Linked DNA regions of Bicyclus anynana: region 2 is linked to region 1. The links are chromatin contacts, called in public Hi-C maps. All regions are on one chromosome and are shown on one strand. The core of a region is the stretch at or near the end of the contact, and the rest is flanking DNA. Distances in the headings are between cores, read along the strand shown. Region 1 holds the start of LOC112045543. Region 2 holds the start of LOC112045552 (sperm flagellar protein 2-like).

The links. Hi-C and Micro-C count contacts between places; a contact is called where the count stands out from the background.
Region 2: a contact with region 1 is called in a Hi-C map of whole larva, with 4 times the contacts expected there. The contact joins the promoter of LOC112045552 here to the promoter of LOC112045543 in region 1. A contact is called at or near these places in 2 of 2 Hi-C or Micro-C datasets (whole body and whole larva).

The regions. Positions count from the first base shown.
Region 1 is chr19:11,718,203-11,722,458 of ilBicAnyn1.1, forward strand. It overlaps LOC112045543, which reads left to right and starts at 2,168. Exons shown (of 2, transcript XM_024081769.2): 1 at 2,168-2,329; 2 at 3,281-4,256. The coding sequence starts at 2,244. The coding sequence ends at 3,467. It overlaps LOC112045542 (vacuolar protein sorting-associated protein 11 homolog), which reads right to left and starts at 66. Exons shown (of 17, transcript XM_052887378.1): 1 at 1-66.
Region 2 is chr19:11,922,653-11,926,908 of ilBicAnyn1.1, forward strand. LOC112045552 (sperm flagellar protein 2-like) reads right to left here and starts at 2,248. Exons shown (of 2, transcript XM_024081780.2): 1 at 1-2,248. The coding sequence starts at 2,248.

The DNA.
Region 1 (4,256 bases), core at 918-3,417:
GCTTAAAATAAATACAAACAAAAATCCTCGGTCTCAGTCTCACTTTGAAAATTGAAATTTGACACATGACAAATGACATACATTTGACAATGACATTATAGAGAAGTGTGACAACTAAGAAAAAATATTTTAAAGGACAGAGTAAAAATAAATTGTATAGCATTGTTATTTTTTACAATCATTGCCAGATAAAATCCTTGAAGTTGTAATTTATGACTAGCGTACGCCCGAAACTTTGTAGGACGTGAAATCCAGTTTTTATATCTATGGTTTCTCATAAATTATGCGAGAACCATGACTTTTAAAAAAAGGATTGATATCTGAACCAAATTAGGTTCTTAGATCTTTCTCATAAATCATTGAAATAGCATGAAAATCCGTTCAGTTACTTCCGATATCACGAACAGACAGACGCGGCGGAGGACTTTGATATAAATGTAATAAAATAATAATAAAGATATAAAAGTATATTTGAAAAAAAATAAACAGCTATAAGCAGCTAATTTAAAAAAATCATACAACATTATTAAACTCGTTACGGTTACGGCATCTGACGTCCTTGACTTCTATAAACGTATAAAACTTTTTCCTTTTCAACATACGGGAATCATCTAAAAGAGACAATCCATCTTTCATATTGATAGATTCATTTGATATAATATTTGATGTTGTAGTGTTGTATTGTATAATACTGGCGGACGCCTGCGACTTCGTCCGCGTTAATCCCTACTCCCTACACCTACCCTTCCATACCCTACTCAAACCCATCAATGCTGCGTTTGGAGAGGGGTCTACTAATGAACGCACCGTGCGATTTTGGTTTAAACGCTTTCGTGATGGAAATTTCGACTTAAAGAATGAGCCACGAGGAAGACCGCCCACACAGGTGAATAACGATGAATTAAGAGAGATAGTGGAAGCCGATCCTAGTCAAACTATCCAGGAATTAGCGGCATGGTTTAACGTTACCTTACCCACAATATTGACTCACTTGCGTCAAATCAATAAAATAAAAAAGTACGAAAAATGGGTGCCTCATGATTTGACTGATCTGCAGAAAGAAACGCGTGTTGAAACTTGTGTTGCCTTGTTGACCGGGTACAGAAATGAAGGAATATTGGATCTAATTGTAACATGTGATGAAAAGTGGATTCTTTATGATAACCGGAAAAGAAAAATGCAATGGCTGACCCCAGGTCAAATGTCACAACAGTGTCCTAAAGCGAAACTTACCAATAAAAAGGTAATGATAACTGTTTGGTCGTCTCAGCATGGTGTTATTCACTATAGTTTTCTCCGATCTGGTCAAGCAATAACGGCAGATGTCTATTGTGCCGAACTGCGAACCATGTTGACAAAACTAGCAGTTAAACAGCCCCGACTCATGAATCGATCTTCACCATTATTGCTCCACGACAACGCGAGACCTCACACAGCACGAGAAACCACTTTAACCCTTCAGGAACTGCAGTTAGAAACTATTCGTCATCCTCCGTATTCACCAGACCTTGCTCCAACGGACTACCATTTTTTTCGTGATTTGGACAATTATCTACGTGACAAGAAGTTTTCTTCCCAGGAGTCAGTACAAAATTCTTTCACACAGTTTGTGCAGTCTAGATCGTCGGAGTTCTATTGCATAAGCATTAATGACCTTCCCATTAGATGGGATCAATGTATAGATAATTATTATCTACAACTATTTTGATTAAATAAATTTGTTAAAAATTAAAAAATAAACAATTTAGATTTTCAGTACAAATCGGCAATTTCATACTATAACCCCTAATATTTTTCAATTAATTGATAAACAGAATTTTGATAACGTACGGCAAAGTTTTGGAAATTTGCAATCGTTAACACAGATGATATAGTATCTACCTTTTTTCGTAGTCTATAAAGGCGAAATATACTTTTATTAATCAAGTAGGTACATAAATAGGCTAAACTTATTATAAAAATAAAATATAAGGAAATATCAATACAACTACAACTACAAAATTAAAATAAATTAAAATTAAAACTAATACCTAAAAAAGTAATATATTCTTTGAGTATATAAACCAAAGAGGATACCTACTGGATGATCCAAAAAAAAATTTCGAAAGGTCAAATTCCAGTGAATTTGGTTAGCCAACGTAGCTCTTTGACATAGCTTGTCATTTTATGATTCTACGTAGCGTAAGTCACTTTATTTTATAAGAATTGTTTTGCCATAATTTTTGATAAATTCTTATTGGAATATGCCGAAATACTATAGATTTAGAGCAACCTCAACCAGTCGAAAGCCCAAACGAAGTAATGATAAAGAAAAAGAAGATGTAGAAAAGTGAGTTCTAACTATTAAATATACCTATACCTACTTAGCCACTCACTATTCAATAAGCTCATGTTCTTGCAGCGCAAACGGAAGGACATCCGATAAAACTACAGGCAACAGTGGCCCCTTAAGTGTGAAAACAAAAATTCGTTAAATTTAACCCCCAACACTTACTTAATTATCATCTGGCGCTTCCCGGCAGTGTTGCCAGTTGGGTCTTGTGAAAAGTTACCCGAAATATTAAAAAAGTAACCTTTTCACTAACTACTCTTGCTTTTTGCGTTCCACAGCATGGCTAAACCGCCATTTCAGCCTCTGGGGGCTAAAATAATTTTGTTTTTTTGTTTATTAACTGTCTGTTACGAATATTAGCCAAGTACTAAATTACTATAAACTGAAGGACATTTTACTCGTAAATAGAATCATCTTAAGTAATTCCTCATGGGATAAGAAAAATACAAATAAAGAGCAAGAATTAAAAAAAAATGACGTTAATTTCTTAAATTCATACTTGATTTTTTTAAGAAATTCAATGTGACTGCAAGTTGCAACTTACTTATTTCGCAACGTCAATTGTAACGTCTTCATTTATAGTGAGATTGACACAGAAACATCGATGATTTCTTGAGCATTTGTCCGCATTTCTTGATTTAACGACCGTTCTGTTTTAGATATACGAAATTGTAAGTAAATTTTAAAAATTCCTAAATATCACGTAAAAGTAACCTTTTTATTAATGTAACCTTAAAGTTACCAATGCAGTCAAAAAATCACCTAAAAGGTTACAAAAGTAACCTTCTGGCAACACTGCTTCCCGGAGAAAATAAAACATTTAAAAAAACTGCTAGAGATTTCCGAGATTTGTCGCTCGTCTATCGTCAAATAACTTTGATACACGGCCCCTCTAAAGCAATTTATTAAAGAAAATGTGTTAAAAACTACAAAATCATCGTATTTCAGAGATAAAGATAAACAAGGCAGTTGGCCGGAGTTAACCCTCGCTTGCACGCCAGCGCCCTCGTGGTACTTGCGGCGAACTTCGTGGAGGGAAAGCCCCCGTCTGATGGGACTGCCGCGCCAACTAGCGTCGATGCTCCGAACTTCGTTGCAACTGAACAGGCGCGCTATGTTCGTCTTTAAAATGTAAAAAGCATAGACATCTAAATCACAAGTCAATATGGCGTGTTGCATTTTAATTATTATTATTAGAGACCAGTGTCGCCGACAGAGTAGCGCTATTGTATAATACATAATGATTTAATAATTTATTACTACATAGTGTGAGCCTTTAAGTCGTCACTATGTCTCTCTGTCTATCTAGTCTAGAGAGAAAAAGACGAACTTAAAACTCCTCTCTAGTTATATGAACATAGTTGTAAAATAGCGGTAGCTGGATTTAAAGTGTAGAGTAAGGAAAATTTACGCAGTGTGCGATTTTCTTGTATTTTTGTCTTTATAATAGCTAGCCACTCACCATCCGATATGCCCACATGCCTGCAGCGCTAACGGCTTGATGTCCGATACAACTGATCGTGTGTTGGTCGCTGGTCGCGATCGGCATGACGTCATGCACATCGGGACCAATACACGTTACAACCATATGCACACAACTGTCACCCATACACGCCATTTCTATTGGCTTATGATTGAGATTTCTGTTACCATGAGAGAATTCTGTACTTAATAAACATGCAGATGTGAGTTTGAAGTAAGCGTAATTTTCAAGCTAACAAACGGTTAATTTCGTGACTATCACAAAAATATCAAGTTTAAGACAATAAAGCATAATAATATTAGAACTGTTAAAATTCAGGATATTCATTATTTTTTTAAAAATACTAGTTTTTTCTAGTAAAGTACCTAGACGTTTGTTTTGTGTTTCGTCTATGTTAATTATAATGTTTATGTAGAAAAAATTATATTGTGTGATTTATTT
Region 2 (4,256 bases), core at 998-3,497, 200 kb after region 1:
GATCCTTTTCTTTTTTTCTATGCTTAATAATACTCTCTTCAAGATAAACTTCATCACGATCGTCAAGGTCCCCTACATCTGGTGGAGTCTGACCCGAAAATGTTTCTTCTAGTATTTGTGCTTCGCGGTAAGTATTAGGATAATTTATAATTACAAATCCATTAATATCGTTTTGATCTTTTATATACTCCACTATCATGGCAGATAATAAATGGTCTGTAAGAGATTCACCAGAGTTTAAAGTTTCGTATGCATATTTACCAAGTTCCGCTGGACTTGACAGAGTGATATCTTCTTCCGGAATGGTTTTCGGCGTTTGAGTCTGTTTGGCATTAGGAAGTAACGGACCTTGTACAGGTAACATTGCATCAGTTTTACTAAGTATCTCGTCTTCAGTTTTTATTGATTTAATTAACTCTTTATTCAGTTCATCATTTGTTGCGGCAATAAACTTCTCAAATGATAATTCAATATCTTTGCAACCTACCATTTCAATTTTAAATCTCCTGAGACAAAAATTAATAGCATATTCAATTCGCACAACATGAACTTTTTGGTTAGTTAGTAGTTTTTGCAATGCAATTACAATTGATTTATCAGGCAGACCTCGCACAATAGCCTTTGTAGAAAAAGTAGGTAAATTAGCTGGCGGTCTTTGTGGTGGATACGGGTATTTTATTTCAAGGAGAGTATACGCTACATGTCCCAATACATTAGATCCTAAATATTCATATTTTCTTTCCTCAGCTTCAGGATTGTAATTTGGAATCAATGAATTCAATGTCCAAGGTTGTAAATAATTGTGGTACTCATAGAATTCACTATCATTCAAAGCCTCTTGCCTATCTAATTCCAACCTAATAATTTCTTCTTCTCCAAGTAAAGGCTCTTCGTCAACTCTTATAATATTTTCTGTTGGCTGAAATATATCGAATATAGGTTGTTGTTTGTAGTACAGAGCTTTCCATTCGCGGATAAAATATTCAGGTATTTCGTCATTTAATAATCTCTTGTAATAAGCATAGATCGTGGCAAAATCAATAATTGCTAGAACCGTATCGTAACATATTTCATAATAATGTTGTCGTTTTCTTTTTACTTTTTCAGAAAACAATTTCTTATGCAGCATATTCTGCCTTTTCTTTTCAAAGTCAATTTCAGCTAGTCCTAAATTGACTTCTTCTTTTACATTATCAAGAAATAGGTTAAATTGTTGCATTCTTTGATCAGAAAACTCTCTTTCTCCCTGAATTCTATTATTTACTAAGTTACGAGCTTGTTGTTTAGTTTCCATAATTTGAGTACACATTTGTTTCTCAAATTGCGACAATTTCATCACTTTCTTTGATAGTTCTGTATCCAATTTAGTTTCTTCTTCAACGATAGAAACATCCCACAATGAAGCACTTATAACATTTCTCATTTGTTTTTGAAATTCTTCTGAATCTGACTTTTTGTGCATTTTAACGTAAAGGTTATCCATATAATTTTTAGCCCATTCAGTATCAATGAGTGTTTTTTGCCTCTCTATTGCTTTTTGTTCTAAATTAAGCAGATCTTCATAGGTGTAATTTTTGAATTCACAGGGATATCTTAATGAAAATTGTTCCATTTCTTTTTTATTTCTTACAGTCTTTTTATACACCTCCCCTTCTGGATGTTGCAACGGAGTTTTAGATTCATCTATCTTTGCTAACATTTTTGAATATTTGTGTCGTACGTAGTCATACGTTTCCTGAATCTCCTTCGCTTTTTTTCTCTGCCATTCAATAAACTTTTTCTGATCTAGTAAAGGTTTTGACAAATCATCTACAAAGGATTCTGTTTTCTCTTCTACCCTATGTACTGTAAATCTATGTGACATTTTATCAACTAAACTCGAAACTTTTTTTCTTTCTTGTTTTATAAAATTAGTACGATCCAGCTTGTCTAAATGAAGAAAGAGTTGATAAAATAGACGAAGTAATGTTGACCCACTCCCTTTTATAATGTTTTGCATATCATCATCTGTTAAGTTTATTTCTATATCACGCAACCATTCTTTCAGCAGTAACCAATTGTTTTTAATATCGACATCTATGTTACTTGACCTTACAAGATAATGTTTTTCATCATTTATCACATGATAGCTTTGTAAAACACAAGATATAATGTACCCGTTTTTCATTTTGTCTCCAAATTCCTCAGCTTTCCAAATCATAGGTCGCTTTAAGCGTTTGGTTAACCACTCCTTTAACATTTCAGCCATTCTTATATTTTATATTTATTAAATTTCACAGCTGATAAATACAATAAGAAGCAGAAAATAAAATGGCAACCATTTTGTATGCCAAATAAATTTATAAATTAAAAAATAGGTATAAAAAATCTATGAATGAAAACGAATCATTCAAATGAGTTTCAATATAAGTTTTGACCTATAGACGAATCTCACGACTCTGACATCGTAAAATTGTACTTATTCAGTAGTATTTAGTTCTTTACTTAGGTAGTGGTAGTAGAGTCTAACAAACCGTCTCATTAGATATAAACAAACTTATCATTGTCTGAAAAGTGCTGTGAATTTGCTTGAAGCAAGTGTTACGTTACGTCGCTCAATAAGTTACTGATCTTGGTTGCTCCCATAGATTTTTACGATTCCGTAGTCCACAAGGAATCCTTATAATTTCACCATTCCCGGCTGTCTGTCATAGGCATGTTATGGGATGGGATGAATTAATTTGAAAATAAAAATTTTGGGGTTCCTTCCCTACATGCAAAGTGAAGATGAATTTTTTATCGTCTATCCTATAGCGTGGTGTATAGTTATCGGTATTTTTGTGCATTAAATCAGAGTTCAAAGTGCTAATTTAATCTACGGAACCCTACAATGCGCGTAGCCTGACACGCACTTGGCCGGTTTTTTTTTTAATCTATGGTTGCTCATTGCTCTCATTCTCATTCACTCACTGATACAAAAAAAATGGCAACTCAGCTCAGCGATCATACATACGTCAATTTGAAATGTCATCACTTATTATGACTTTTTTGTGATGTTTATTTTCGCACGGTCTTTCATTATTTCCTACTTAAATATTACCGTGATCACTCCACGATGAAATGTAATGAATTCGAAAAAAGTGTATGTAACTTTGTGGCATCATAAATAGAAAGCGGTCCCGACTCGCGTCGTAGCGGCGTTTGTTTCATCCGGATCACCTTGTTCACAGAGAACTCGTCGCCACATGAACCTGGATAACTTAGATAAAGCATTACAAGATTTGGGTATGTTGAGTGCAATAACCGAGGCGCGTCGCGAATATTTACTCGAGTCTAGATCTAATTTGGGCGTGATGCGTCTTAACACGCGGTACGTATCGAACGTCACCGTGGGCTACTGTATGAAACGTACGACGAATAAAAACAGACTGTGTCCGTACGTGTTACCCGTTAGACACAGAACTAAAAGTGAAAACTCCGACGCGATGGGGGTCGACGTCAACGACGGAAGCTGTGACTCCAAGTACAACATCCTGGAGCCTTCAACAAGTACTTACTCTGGTGACCTCAAGAGCCCAGCAAAGCGTTGCCAGTCTCTGGAGAACCTCAACCTCTCTTTAGACACACCACCGAAAGCAGAGATCTCGCCCGATATGGATTGTGTATCAACAAGGATTCAAAAATTACACGTCGACGAATGACCCTCACATTAATAAGTATCACAACATAGTTGTACACGTCACTAGTATTACTTTGCAGCCGACAGAATTGTTGAGATTAAAGTAATTAAACAAAAGTTTATTGCAGAATACTCACTATAAATCTATAAGGTATACTGTCAAATATACTCAGAGGCACAATTACCCACCCACTTTAATATTACTTTAATATGACACAAGTATATTAAAAAGCTGTGATAACCCAGTGGATATGACCACTGCCTCCGATTCTGGTGGGTGTGGGTTCGAATCTGGTCCAGGGCATGCACCTCTAACTTTTCAGTTGTGTGCATTTTAAGAAATTAAATATCAGGTGTCTCAAACAGTGAAGGAAAACATTGTGGGGAAACCTGCATACCAGAGTATTTTCTTAATTCTCTGCGTGTGTGTGGGACAGTAAGGTGGACTATTGACCTAAACCCTCTCAATCTGAGAGGAGACTTGAGCTCAGGAGTGAGCCGTATATGGGTTGATAATGATATAAAAGTGGGTGAATAATTGTGCCTCTGAGTATAGTTTAGAACTTCAAGTTTAATTAAATAATGCAGTTATTTGAAG